Linked DNA regions of Hordeum vulgare: region 2 is linked to region 1. The links are chromatin contacts, called in public Hi-C maps. All regions are on one chromosome and are shown on one strand. Each heading gives the region's core, a stretch centred on a gene start, on an enhancer-like site or on the middle of the called end of the contact. The rest is flanking DNA. Distances are from core to core; before and after follow the strand shown.

Evidence for each region. Hi-C and Micro-C count contacts between places; a contact is called where the count stands out from the background.
Region 2: a contact with region 1 is called in a Hi-C map of leaf, with 6 times the contacts expected there. The contact joins the promoter of LOC123447457 here to the promoter of LOC123449925 in region 1. A contact is called at or near these places in 4 of 6 Hi-C or Micro-C datasets (leaf and seedling) and 1 of 1 datasets of contacts at active chromatin or transcription factors (embryo).

The regions. Positions count from the first base shown.
Region 1 is chr4H:598,031,983-598,039,248 of MorexV3_pseudomolecules_assembly, forward strand. LOC123449925 (beta-fructofuranosidase, insoluble isoenzyme 1-like) reads right to left here and starts at 3,494. Exons shown (of 7, transcript XM_045127295.1): 1 at 3,223-3,494; 2 at 2,502-2,510; 3 at 1,497-2,365; 4 at 1,212-1,370; 5 at 457-701; 6 at 195-285; 7 at 1-93. The coding sequence starts at 3,412.
Region 2 is chr4H:598,238,387-598,245,652 of MorexV3_pseudomolecules_assembly, forward strand. It overlaps LOC123447457 (KHG/KDPG aldolase-like), which reads right to left and starts at 3,221. Exons shown (of 10, transcript XM_045124060.1): 1 at 3,051-3,221; 2 at 2,873-2,927; 3 at 2,606-2,641; 4 at 2,465-2,509; 5 at 2,042-2,125; 6 at 1,641-1,706; 7 at 1,488-1,526; 8 at 1,171-1,270; 9 at 645-926; 10 at 308-531. The coding sequence starts at 3,184. The coding sequence ends at 775.

The sequences.
Region 1 (7,266 bases), core at 2,244-4,743:
CGCGTCTTTCCCGATCGCCATGGACGGGTACACTCTCGAGAGGATGCAGGTCTTCCCTCCGGCGCCGAAGCTCTCAACCACGGAACGGTCGATCTGAAAACACAGAAATGAATGTCGGTCAACACATGCGATTCTAGCACCCCCATCCCATGGAAATACACCGGTCAAAAACGATGTTGCTTGGTACTACGTACCAAGCTTCTCAAGGAGATCTTCCCGGATGAAATGTCGGTGTCGACGAACCCGGCGAACGTCGGCTTGTATAGGCCCGGGGTGAGAGATGATCTGTGGCCACACACACACACAAAGGAAATTGGCTAAGTGAGTTAAAATGTAATAGCAACATCCCCCTCCTATGGATTTACACTTGAAATCTATGGAGAGAGATTGTTTTTCATCGAGTGAGAAGTTGAGGGGAGATGAAAGGGGATATTGGGTGGGTGGAATCATGCATACTTGGTGGGGTCACTGCACATGAGGACGAGGGGCTTGCCATATCCATCCTTGAAGACTCTGAAGAAGACGGCGGTCTTCTCGGCAAGGTCGGCAGAGGCCAGGACCCAGAGGCCAAAGGGCCCAACCCCGCCCTTGGCGTCGGCGTTCTTCATCCCGCACAGCTTCTGCGCGTCGTTGGCGTAGGCCGGATCGAACGGCTCTGCCTTGTCCAGGCTCGCCACCTCGAAGCTCACCTCCACGTCAGACTGTACGTAAAAAACAAGTCCATCGATTACTATAGTACTATATATCAAAATTAGAAGCTTGTTTGGAAATGAAACTTGGAGTGCACGCATGCAGGAAGTGATGTACTCTATGTATCTGGATCAACAAGATGCATCCACGGCATTGACGGGCTGACTTGTTGCGTGATTTACAACATACATACATAGGTGACAAAAGACCGTTCATATCGTGTGGGCGGGTGAGGATGATGGATGCAGATATACGTGTGAATGTAAAACATATATAGGAGGGTAGCTTGAAACCAACCAACCAAGCAAGCAAGCAAGATCTAGCTAGCGAAATCCGGCCGTGGACCAGAAGCTGATGCCGATGCTGACCAGGACAAGCCGGAATTGGGCACGCAAGAAGAATCGACGCATGGACCAGAAGCTACCTAGACAGCGACCAACACTGATGGCAACAATGCTACGTTTGCTTGTCTAGCTATAGTAATATATATTAATCCAAATGCATTCTTGTGTGTTACTGACCTGGTAGGACTGTAGGCCAGTGACCTCAAAGTGCTGGCCGGGCTTGACCACCTTGTCACCCACGCTCACAGCCTTGCCCCTCAGCTGCTCCAGCTCCTCCACCGGCCACTGCAGCAGCTGCTTGCCGCTCGGATCCAGCCATATCTTCCTCGGGATTGCCTGTACATCCATCCATGCACACCCAGTCAGTTCAAACATATACGTACTATTTAACTGGACATTGCTAAGGAAGGACGACGATGCAGCGAGCGGAGCACATGGTAGAAGGGATTGGTTGGGACGTACGTGGATGCCGGCCCATCCCTTGGCGTTGTCGTGGGCGACGCTGTCGGACTCGTTGGCCCAGCCGAGCAGCACGCGGCGGTTCTTGGCCGGGTCGTAGAAGGTCTTGGACGCGTAGAAGTTGCCGTAGTCGTACTGGAGCCGCTGGTAGACGTCGCCGGTGGGGTTGTCGGGGACGTACCGCTCCGTCCTGTTGTTGTAGGTGCCCACGGTGTAGTAGTCGTAGCGGGTGAGGTCGAGACTGTTCTTGAGCACGTACTTGTAGTGCGGGCCGAACTCGGAGGCGTCGAGGCCGCCGGGGTGCCCCGGCTCGCGCACCGGGAAGAAGTCCGGGCACTCCCACATGCCGGTCAGCGCCGAGTGGAGCGGGTGCTTGGCGCGGACCCAGTGCTTGAAGTCCCGGCTCCGGTACAGGATGGCCATGCCGCGGAGCGTGCCGGGCTTGAGCCCGCCCACCAGCATCCGCCACAGCCCGTCGCCGGCGTGCCAGGCGGTGGTCGGGTCGCGGAACTGGGTGGCGTTCATGCCGGCCTCCGGCACGGCGATGGGGTTGTACCCGGGCTTGACCCACTCCCGGAGCAGCGGGTCCGAGGGGTCCTTGGGGAAGGCGATGTTCTGGATCTGGTAGTTGGTGCCCGGGCGGTCGATCCCGGTGTAGAGCATCGCCGGCGTGCCGTCCGGGAGGATGGTGGCGGAGCCGGACCAGACGCCGTACTGGTCGGTGGGGATGGAGGGCTTGATGGCCGGCTCCAGCGCCATCCAGTTGATGAGGTCGCGGGACACCGAGTGCGCCCAGATGATGTTGCCCCACACCGCGCCCTTGGGGTTGTACTGGTAGAACAAGTGGTACCATCCCTTGTAGTAGAGCGGCCCTGTTCATTGTTCCAAGATTCATCATCACACATCTCAGCTCAAACCTCCCAAAACATTCATGCAAATAGTGACAGATCTGGGTGGGCAACAGTACAAGACAGAGACAAGTACAAGAAACGGGTTGCAAAGTCGTACCATTTGGATCTGGAATCCATGAGTTTAATTCGCCGTCCCAGCAATCGCAATCAGACACACCAACAAGAGGCAAGGAAAAAAAAAACAAGCTAGTTAGAACCAAGCATCACAATAAGCTCTACGTAGTAAACAAAACAACAAGTCTATAATATTAACATATATACATATATATAGTAGTACTGCGTAAATACAGATCGGACGTAATATTATATCCGGAGCAACGATTCGTGTCATGGTGATCTGGACGACTCCATCGTTGTCGGCTACTACGAAATCTTTGAACCTGCAGCTCGACTTTTCTCAATGAAACAGCTGCATGACTCCCTAACGACCACGGCGAGAGAGAGAGAGAGAAAGAAAGCCATCAATTTTGACACGCCCTCGCCGGCCGGCCGGCCGGGCTGCAATCTTTTGCTGGTCAAACTAACACTTGGCTACAAACTCGCCAGAAACTAAGCAACTACTCTAATTTATACTACTAGTATGTCTTATCTTTCTTGAATTCTCAGACCTATCTGCTGTCTGTGATGTTGTATCCGCCCCCATGACGAACAAGACACACATCTAAAATAAGCATCGGCATTACGGACATGTATCTCTCTATCTATGGCCCGACATGTTCTTGCTACATATTATGTGTGTATTTATGAACGATAGGTATATCTTGCTTGAAGACAGAGCGGAGAAGATTCAGGCAAGTTCGGCAAGAGCAGTATCTTACCGTTGATCCAGTTCATGGGGGGTTGGAAGTGGTAGCCCGTCCGGAGCAGGGGGCTGAGAATGGAGGCCGGCACGGACGGCGTCGCCGCCTCGGCCTCGAGGCTCCGGCGGACGTCGTGGGACGCGCCGGCGAGCTGCAGGAGGAGCAGCAACGCCAATGGCGCGACCACCCACCATTTCGGAGTCCCCATTGCTTGCCCGCTTGGAGTTAAGAGGGGGAGGGAAGACAAGGGAGGGTTGGGGGAGACAGGGATGGATGGATGGATGGATGGATGGCGAGAAGAGCACAGCAATGGGGGAGTTTATATAATACTCGGGGTTAGCGCGTACGACCAACTGGATGAATTTTCTATGCGGCATGTGATTGGTGGACGCTGCTTGGAATTTTGCAACCGATCAATCCGCAGTTTCGTTTTCAAATACGTATGAGAAAAGTGGTACTACTACCACTACCACTCCATCCGGTCAAGTCCACAAGGCATGGTTTGCTTGTTACTCTATGTTAACATTTTGATGTTTGATCGAGCTTGTCGATAAAAACATCATTATCAACGGTACTAAATAATATCACTAGATTTGTCATACTCCATCACTGCACTTATACAAGACCACCAACATTAAACGAGACAAAAAATAATGATGTTTTCTTATATATAAATAATTTATTTAATACTTGCATGCATGCATCGCCGGAGGACTCCAATGGCCAAGGTGTGACGGCTGCCACACCTTAATACAGTACAAAATTGTGTTTATACTGTTAGAGTTTAATTAACATGTGTTAAATTATGGGTAATCTCCCCTTGTAACTGCCATCTCTCCCGAATAGATGCCTCTTCATTGCATCTCTTCTCCTTGTATATATATCCATATTCATCTAATGAAAGACAAGAGGATTCATTCTAACACGTTATTAGCACGCTCTCCATCTGAGCGATTTCGAGATCGAGAAGAACACGAGGGAAGAAACAGTTAAAAGTAAGAAGAAAACCAGTCGCCGACGCCCGAGCAAGCCCATGGCTACAAGGGATCGCTGCGTCTGGATCGCGGCCTCCCACATCGCGGCCACGGGCGTCGCCTCCGCGTGTCTGGCCCGCAGAAGCCCCTGGCGTCCCGCAGAAGCCTCTCCTGATGGGGAACGTCGCACGGGAAACAAAAATTTTCCTACGCGCACGAAGACCTATCATGGTGATGTCCATCTACGAGAGGGGATGAGTGATCTACGTACCCTTGTAGATCGTACAGCAGAAGCGATTAGAGATCGCGGTTGATGTAGTGGAACGTCCTCACGTCCCTCGATCCGCCCCGCGAACAATCCCGCGATCAGTCCCACGATCTAGTACCGAACGGACGGCACCTCCGCGTTCAGCACACGTACAGCTCGACGATGATATCGGCCTTATTGATCCAGCAAGAGAGACGGAGAGGTAGAAGAGTTCTCCGGCAGCGTGACGGCGCTCCGGAGGTTGGTGATGATCTTGTCTCAGCAGGGCTCCGCCCGAGCTCCGCAGAAACACGATCTAGAGGAAAAACTATGGAGGTATGTGGTCGGGCAGCCGCGAGAGAGTCGTCTCAAATCTGCCCTAAAAGCCCCATATATATAGGAGGAGGGTGGGGGACCTTGCCTTGGGGTCCAAGGGATCCCCAAGGGGTCGGCCGAGCAAGGGGGAGGACTCTCCCCCCCCAAACCGAGTCCTACTTGGTTTGGTGGGAGGGAGTCCTTCCCCCTTCCCACTTCTCCCTTTTTTTTTTCTTTCCTTTGATTTTTTCTCTCTTGGCGCATAGGGGTTTGGTGGGCTGTCCCACCAGCCCACTAAGGGCTGGTGTGACCCCCCCAAATGCCTATGGGCTTCCCCGGAGTGGGTTGCCCCCCTCCGGTGAACTCCCGGAACCCATTCGTCGTTCCCGGTACATTCCCGGTAACTCCGAAAACCTTCCGGTAATCAAATGAGGTCATCCTATATATCAATCTTCGTTTCCGGACTATTCCGGAAACCCTCGTGATGTCCGTGATCTCATCCGGGACTCCGAACAACATTCGGTAACCAACCATATAACTCAAATACGCATAAAACAACGTCGAACCTTAAGTGTGCAGACCCTGCGGGTTCGAGAACTATGTAGACATGACCCGAGAGACTCCTCGGTCAATATCCAACAGCGGGACCTGGATGCCCATATTGGATCCTACATATTCTACGAAGATCTTATCGTTTGAACCTCAGTGCCAAGGATTCGTATAATCCCGTATGTCATTCCCTTTGTCCTTCGGTATGTTACTTGCCCGAGATTCGATCGTCAGTATCCGCATACCTATTTCAACCTCGTTTACCGGCAAGTCTCTTTACTCGTTCCGTAATACAAGATCCCGCAACTTACACTAAGTTACATTGCTTGCAAGGCTTGTGTGTGATGTTGTATTACCGAGTGGGCCCCGAGATACCTCTCCGTCACACGGAGTGACAAATCCCAGTCTTGATCCATACTAACTCAACTAATACCTTCGGAGATACCTGTAGAGCATCTTTATAGTCACCCAGTTACGTTGCGACGTTTGATACACACAAAGCATTCCTCCGGTGTCAGTGAGTTATATGATCTCATGGTCATAGGAATAAATACTTGACACGCAGAAAACAGTAGCAACAAAATGACACGATCAACATGCTACGTCTATTAGTTTGGGTCTAGTCCATCACGTGATTCTCCCAATGACGTGATCCAGTTATCAAGCAACAACACCTTGTTCATAATCAGAAGACACTGACTATCATCGATCAACTGGCTAGCCAACTAGAGGCATGCTAGGGACGGTGTTTTTGTCTATGTATCCACACATGTAAATGAGTCTTCATTCAATACAATTATAGCATGGACAATAAACTATTATCTTGATACAGGAATTATAATAATAACTATACATTTATTATTGCCTCTAGGGCATAATTCCAACATCTCCTTCCCGGACGAAGCCACTCCTGCGGTGTGGCTACCGATGGCGCTGGATGTGCCCTTCGCGCCGCAGGATGCGGCCACCTGCGCCGCGCCGAGCGCCTGTCCGTCCGGCCGCCTCCCTGCGCCGCGCTCCTCGCCCGACCGCCTCCCTGTGCCGCGCCCCACGCCCGGCCGCCGCCCGCGCCAGGACGTGGCTGCATTCGCTCGCGCTTGACCGCGCCCGCTCGCGCCAAGCCGTGGTCAGCCCCGCCCGCCCCGCCATGGCCTCGCTGCCCGCCCTTGGTCGTGGTCGCGCAGGACCACGCCGTGGCCGCCTGGCCTTCTCGGTGGTTCCTCCTTAGAGGAAGACGAGGGTCCCTCCCCCCGTCGCCGGTGAAGCACCTGCCTTGATAGGGTCAGGACGGAGCAGCGACGCTTCGAGCACTCCCATGTCGTCCGACAGAAGCAGACGGGGGAGGTTCAGATCGAAGCCATGGGCGGCTGTGGTTGGTAAAGCATCTGCCATGACGGCCTCCGCGTGTGTTGGTCTCGGCCGCATCGCATTCCCGAGGATGGATGCTACTGGTGATTTCTGTGATCGCTCTCTCGCTCTCTCTTACCTGACTTGTTGACCAGGCTAGTGCTATCGATGGTGCCTTAATTGGCCCATGTGCAAGCAAGGGTACTATGCCACCAACACTCCTTTATTTGCTTAATTGCTTGGAATATTCCATCTTTTAGCAAATTAGTGTTCTAGCAGCACTTCTAGCAGTGATTTATTCCTGTTTTAGACTTCTTAAATTCGGTACATTTATTTTAGTACTGTTTTCTGTTGAGTATTAATGTATTCCAGATCTCAAGTTGACGTAATATATGTCCACGTTTATCACGTGTCGAGATTAATTACGTCCATTTGTAATTGAAATTTTAATCTCTTGCAAAGATAATATGAGTACCTATGCAGTACTATTATTTCGTTGAATACGAGATATTCCGGAATATTTCTATGATGTATCTAATTTCATGTTAAACACATGTTGAAATTAATACGTCTTTTTGCAATTGAGATTTTCAATTTCTTGCAAATAGAATCAATTCATCTTCATTGAGC
Region 2 (7,266 bases), core at 1,971-4,470, 210 kb after region 1:
CTGAAACTGCAAACATGTAATTAAACGTATATTCATGATGTTTTTTATTCGTTTCTGGTTGATTTTAAAGGATTATTCCCTCTTCTGTCTTTTCCTGTTCCATTTTACTGATATGACTTGATATAACATGTTCTTCTGCTATGAACTTGTGGCGAACAGAAATGAAGACAAGGACGCGCCATCGCCATTTTGAGCCCACCCGCTTGATCTCCAACCCACGCCCAACTGCCTACCCACATACGTACTGTGCGTGACCCCCCGTAGCCATGCACTGTGCGTGAGGTCCAGGGTTTCTTCAGGATGCATGTAGTAGTGCTGGAGCTGGGTACTTACTAGGCATAATAAAAGTTGATAACAGTCAATGAATGTGGACTTGTGGAGTGGTAGCAGCAGCTGAATGAGATTGGATTAATCTCCTATGTTAACTAGCCATCTGTTGGCAACACTGGGGCAGCAACGGTGGCGAGCCGACTGAAGAGACCGTCCGGACGGTGAGGGCCTCAGTACCAGGGAAACATAATCGACTTCTTCCTGAAAAGAGATATCATTCTTAGTTTTCTTCAGAACAGATTAAACCATTTCTACTTTACCCGTTGATAAAATTTCAGTTGTTCTATCTCTTGATAAAATTTCAGTTGTTTTACCTCTTCTCATGGAGAGCAGGGAATGTAAGTGGATGGTATTGTTAATCCCAAGCCAAGCAATATCAGAAAAGCACTATATCCCATTTTCTGAACTGCAATGCTTGCACAGTAGTCGGTTTTTGGTTTTGCCTCATCTTCCACGCTGTGATGCCTGTAAAGTGGCCTGATTTGCAAGCGCTGAAATTCCTATGAAATCCCTTTCTCTCATCAACTCTTTGCCAAAGATAGCATCGGACAGCACCACTGCAGATGCCCCTGCCTCCATGTACGACTTGATTGAACCTGTATACGACAGTGGCCATAGCATCAAAGTGAATAGTTTCATACAGCTAACCGATATTTACACTTTGAATAAGTTGCGCAATTACTCTGTTTCTTTGAAAGAGTCTCAGTATTATGAAACAAACATGTGGAGGTTGCTACTTAGACACCAACAGAAAGTAGGGACGATATTCGCAAAAAAAAAAAAGGAAAAGAAAATAGAGGAAATAGGGGCCCATGATGGATGCTAGACAAGGCTACTTACCTATGGTAATTCCTTGAGAAGCAACCATTGGTACAAGAGGAAATGGTTTCTTTAGAGCAGACATGTACATCTCTCCACCCATCACTGAAACTGGGTACACCTAATTAAAGCAGACCACAAAAACAACCTAGTGTCATATGCCTATAAGCAGAACGGAAAACTAACACATTTATTCATCACAAAAGAAAGTGACATACAAAATGGTCGTGAAAAAGTACATTGTTTTACAATATCTGACAAAAGTTATCATCTAATATATTGTTGATGCTCTGATATGTCTTTACTATAACTACAAGGAGAGGTATAAGTCATGGAACCTTAACGACGTTAGCACCAGCATTGTAAGCAGATATAACCTGCAAAGCCAAATATAACAACGATGTGAGAATAAAATTATGTCCACTACTCTAAATTTCACCGCCAGCATCACTAAATGTCATGCAAGTTCGTATGTGGAATGTAGTACATACCTCAGTTGGTGTCAGCACTCCTGGAATATATAGAATTTCACTTCCATCAAGATCATAAAGTATTTCCTTAAACAATAAGATTGAAAGAATCAATTAACATTTATATACTGTGTAGGATGCAAACACTACAATCACCAAATAGCAGATGATAGATTTCTAGGAGTATTAGATATACTGAAGTAATTGGAAGCAAATGGATCAAATTTGCAATAAATTATTGGCACCCTAAATCCTATACTACAGGCCTGTAAGGATCTCTAATATCAAATATGTTACCTTGCCAAACTGTACACGGAATGTCCCTAGTGATGTGCATAACCAGTAATCACAGACTATGGGAAACACGTGCATTTGTAGCAAAATAAACATTATTACAAATGCAATACTACTATAACTCTTACCATGACTGTACCAGGGCTCATGAGAAACTGTGCACCAGCTCTAATGGCTTTCCTTGCATCATCAGCATTGAGGACCGTACCAACCTAAGTATAGAGTGCAGGAAGATCAGAATGCATCATAAGCAACCTAACACTGTTGCTTATAGTTAGCATGCAGGGGTTGTGTGGGACAGCTTTGATGGAGTAGTAAATTGTGAGTATTACTTTCCAAGAAACGCAGTGGGGCATTGCGACACTCACACGGCAAGTCTTAAAAGTTCAGGTGTAAAGGCTGTAAAAGCCATGGACATGGTACTTGGTAATAAGAGTATCACGTTTTGAAGATTATATAAAAAGACCAGGCTTCACAACACATATATATATATATGGCAGTTAGCTGACAAGCCATATGTTCAAGGAATGATGCAAATGCCAAAGACTCACCCCAAATGTCAAGGAAGGATAACTCCTACAAAGATCCTCAACAACCTGTTTTGAAGATTTATCGATGAATCAAAAGCTAGCAAGCAGCAACGATAATGGTTAATGGGCAAAAGTTGCAGACGAATTGCGAGAGAGGCCCACCTCTAGCACTCCAGGAGTGGACATTACGATTTCTAGCTGAACAACATTGCATATGTTTGTTAGCACCAAGACAAGAAATAATAAAACACCAAATGAACAAAACAATGCTAGCATGTAAAGAAAAGTCTGGCATGGATGGTTCCTCATTTGCAAGCAACAGGCAAGGAAATACTCCTTTACAAGCAAACAATATATTCAGAACAGAGAACACCCTACGACTCCACGCGCCCGGCGAAACCAGAGAATGCATCGGAGCAACTGACTCACCACGGAGACGCCGCCGCGAACTGCCGCGTGGGCCGCCTGCATCGCCGTCTCGCCGCTGCAAGGGGGGAGCGAAGGAGACAAGGGTCAGCCGCGAATCCTTGGGCTCTGCTCCGGCGAGGCCAAGCGCCGAACAGGTGGCGTGCAGCGTGGACCGGGCGGAGGACAGCCTTTCGCTTACTCTTGCGCGCGGAGGCAGGCAATGACGCGCGAGCGCAGTATGGCGGCGAGCGCCTTCGGTGGCCGCGGCGGATCTCGCCGGCGAGGCTGGGAGGCGAGAAGAGGCAGCCGTGCTGCGGCGACGAGCATGAGCATCCTGGGTGGCGCTAGCCGTTGGATGTGAAAGAGGAAACAGGATGTGGGCCGATGGAACATTTGCAGAACAAGCCTCATGGTGTAACTGATTGCGCGAACCATCCTTCCAGTCCACAAGTATCCAAAGAACCCATCTGTCTCCCGCGCATTGGTGAGTGACCTCCTGCGGCTAAATTTCGTGTTCTCGTCTTTTTCTCAAACTTGATCCATATTTTTCTGAAACTTTTCGTGTTAATATGTCTGCTTCGCGTCCGCGCCAACCCATTTCCGGCCCAAATTTGAGATGGAAATGTGTTGGCGCGGACGCGAAGCGGACACGCGTGCCCTCTCGGTGTCCGTCCCATCCACACCCGTCGGTCATCCAACTATCCGCGGTCAACTTAATTAATGACGGTCATCCTCCTCGGGCCCACGCGTGAGCGATCGCGGTTGGCCTTTTTTAATCCGAGCCCCCGTCGTCTATCACCGCGCGCTGCGCCCAGAAGATGTCGCCTACCTCCAGCATAGGAGGGCGTTGCGCCTGGCGGAGGAGCGCGCCCGTGTTGCGCTACCGCCGCCACCGTTGCCACCAACACTGCGCGCGCCAGCACAACCTAACCTCACCGGCCTCGACGCCGACAAGAGGACGCCTAGGGTAGCGCGTAGTTTAACATAATGGGGAGTTGGGGACGTGTGGACTCTCGCCAGCCTTCGTGGCTAGCTTTAATGTTTAGTTTATGCTTTTTTTATTTTCAGAAATATCTGTAAAAAAATTACGCGTCGTCAAAATGGGTCGGGCCAGCGTTGGGCGCACGCGCCGACCCAAACACGGAAGTCGATGTTGATGTCCGTCGGGCCGACCCAAACGGACAAAAACGTCATCCGTTTGTGTCGGCCGGTTGGGGTTGCTCTTAAGGGGGGCCAAGCCCCCTTCTCGTGCCCCCTCTGTCTCCGCCACTGACCCGAAGCACCCGTGTTTTCTCTATAAAGGCCTTCCTTGGTCCTCATTCTCACGGCATGGGCATGGTGAAAACACATAACGCATGTGTCCTTGACTCGATTCAGTCCTCTACTTTCCTACTGGTGGTTCAGTATATCCAGGATGATGCACACCTCTGGTCTAAGAGCATCTCCAGCCGTTCGCCCCCACAGGGGCCTGAAATAGTGCTGCCTGGGGGTGCGCCGGTGGAAAAACGGTGTGGGGGCTTGGGTTCCCAGCCCCCCCCCCCCCCCCCAAGGGCTTCCCCAGTCGCCGCTTTCGGCCCACTTTCGGTGTAAAATTGGCCCATATTCAGCATGCTTCGACACAAATTGAATAACAATAGTTATTTTTTTATCACATAGTTCATCACAGAAATCAATACAAATCAAAAAATAGCTTAACAAGTCAATACAAATCAAAAATTGAGCTAGGCGTTGCCCTTGAGCCTCCATAGGTGCTCCACCAAATCGTGTTGCAATTGTTAATGCACGTGTGGGTCTCGGATCTCCTAACGCATGTTGTGAAAGACAGTCCAGGTTGCCGGTAGCTCATGATCAACTTGGGCAAGAGGACCTTGCATGTAATATGGTTTAGTGTCAAACACTGGCTCCTCCTACTCGCTCTCAATGATCATGTTGTGCAAGACCACACATCAAGTCTTGACTTCCCACATTTGATCTTTCGACCAGGTCTGAGCGGTGTCCCGGCCAACAGCAAAACGAGATTGAAGCACACCAAATGCCCGCTCGATATCCACGCTTGGAAAAATAGGAGTTCTTGCCTCGTGGTGCAGGATTTGAGATAGTCTTCATAAATATGGACCATCTCGGATAGATGTCATCTGCTAGGTAGTATCCCTTGTTGTAGTGGTGCCCATTGACCTCGTAGTTAACCAGAGGAGCATGACCTTCAACAAGCTTAGCAAAGACATTCGAACACTGCAGTACGCTGATGTCATTGTGAGTTCCTGGCATACCAAAGAAGGAGTGCCAAATCCGGAGGTCATGTGTGACCACATCTTCAAGTACCACACTGCAACCTCCTTTGACGCCTTTGTACATCCCTTGTCAAGCAAATGGATAGTTTTTCCCTTGCTTTGCCTTCAGTGGGCCTGGCGCTGAGCCACCTCGCCGTGGCTTTGCATTGCTCGCGAACAGGCCGGCCAGAGGGGCGAGGACCATGAGGTGCTCTTCATCATGGGCGTCGGCATCGGCTTCCTCCTCCAATAGTGTCGCGAACACCTCCTCGTCGTCAGAGTCCATCGCCCAGGCAAATTGCCGAACACCTGGCGGGCGTGACGGACGCGCGGCCGCATCCATGCCCAGAGCGCCACGAAAACTCGCCAAGAAGCACGGGGTGGCGAAGCCACGGCGAACCCTACGTTCGTCGACAGGGTGATGGCCTTTGTAGCAGAAGTAGGTCGGTGGGTGGCGCCGGAATTGGCACGGTGAAGAAATGGGTGGTACGCGAGCGGTGGATCCGAAAAAGAAAAGGCCTTTTTTCGCCTGACGGGGCGGGGGGGGGGGGGGGTAACGCGTCGTTTTTTTCTTCCGCCGGCGTTCCTGGACGCCTCCCAGCACGCTGGGTTCGGGCTGGGACCGACGGGGCCAATTTCGACCCTAACCGGCAAAAAACTGATTCCTCGGGACACGACTGAGCCGTTTTTTCTTCGCCAACGAAAAAAATAATCTGAAAAAAGGCCTGTTGGGGGCCCGGCTGGACATGCTTTAAGGCGGAGCTGAGAGGATGAATATGCTTGTTCCCGAGATTTAGGCCTTGGTTGTTGTCTTGATAAACGGAATTAACGCCTAGTTTTAACAAAACACGTTCTATTAGGATTTTTTTTCTTTCAAAAACTAGTTTTACTAATAAGTTGGTAAGGAATAAGCATGCGCAAAAACCTGGTTAAATGGTGAAACATGTTTAAGCACGATGGACGAACATCCGCGTAAGAGATGATCGTGTCCAGCATGGATGCCGCGGTTTTTTTTTAAGAGAACAACCTCCGGCCTCTACATCTGGACGATGCATGTAGTCACTTTATTAATAATACATAAAATACCTTATAAAATAATACAACAGTAAGACTGAAGCCATCATCCACGCAACATTTGTCGATACTTCTATTCAGTTGATGAAGGGATGTTGATAGTCTAGGCCTAATACCAAACAGACCTCACAGTCAAACCTAACATCTAGGATGTGAGGCCCCAACCAAGCCACATGTTGGATATGGGGCACCCACCGGTCCCGCGCACACCCAGAGGCCGTCGTCGCCACCTGCCACCAATCCATCTTCAGAGCTGTACTGATGCATCTACCTTGCCGAGTCTAGTTGTCGTAGACGCCACCACGACGCCAGACGGCGTCGCCCTCCTGCGCGTGTCCGTCATCGCACATCAGGCGCCTAATCTCCAGGGCGCCATGCCATCAAGATCCATCGTCATCAATGTGTATGATGAAGCACCGCTCCACCAAAGATGTCATCCACTGGTCTCTCGACCCCGTATAAATCTCCAAGAATGACGCCCCCAAGGGGGGAAATGACGCAAGCGCGCTGCCTTCTTCTGATCTCTCGATCTAGGGTTTCCTCCGAAGGTAGCAGATAGTGGTCTAGACCTTCTCCACGACGATGCCTTCAAAAAGGGAACGACACCATAGAGTGCCGCCATCGTCGGCCTTGGCATCTAACCAAGAGCAGGTTTTCATCCAGACATGTTCAAAGAACTCCATCCAACTTTTTATCCACGGATCACCGTCTTTTTTGTCAGAGACTAGATCAACAGGATCCAGCCGCCGCTGCCTGACCAGCCGCGGCACCACCACGATGCCAAAGCAGCCAACTTTGGCAGGCCCACCACGCCAGCATGCCGTCGCATACTAGACCCGTCGGCCCACCAAAGTCCATCTAGGCCCGATGAGATCCGAGATTCCGGTCGCCGCCACAAAGGCGTCTCCCCTGCGGGAAGGCTGCGCCACCATTGTCGTCGCCGCCATGCACGCCGCCGGCATCCCGCAACACCGCGCCACCGGGTCACCGAAGTCCATGCCGTCGTCGCCATGGGAGGACGCCACCGCATGCGAGGGAAGAAGACCCCGCCGCTGCCATCACAGCGCCCGA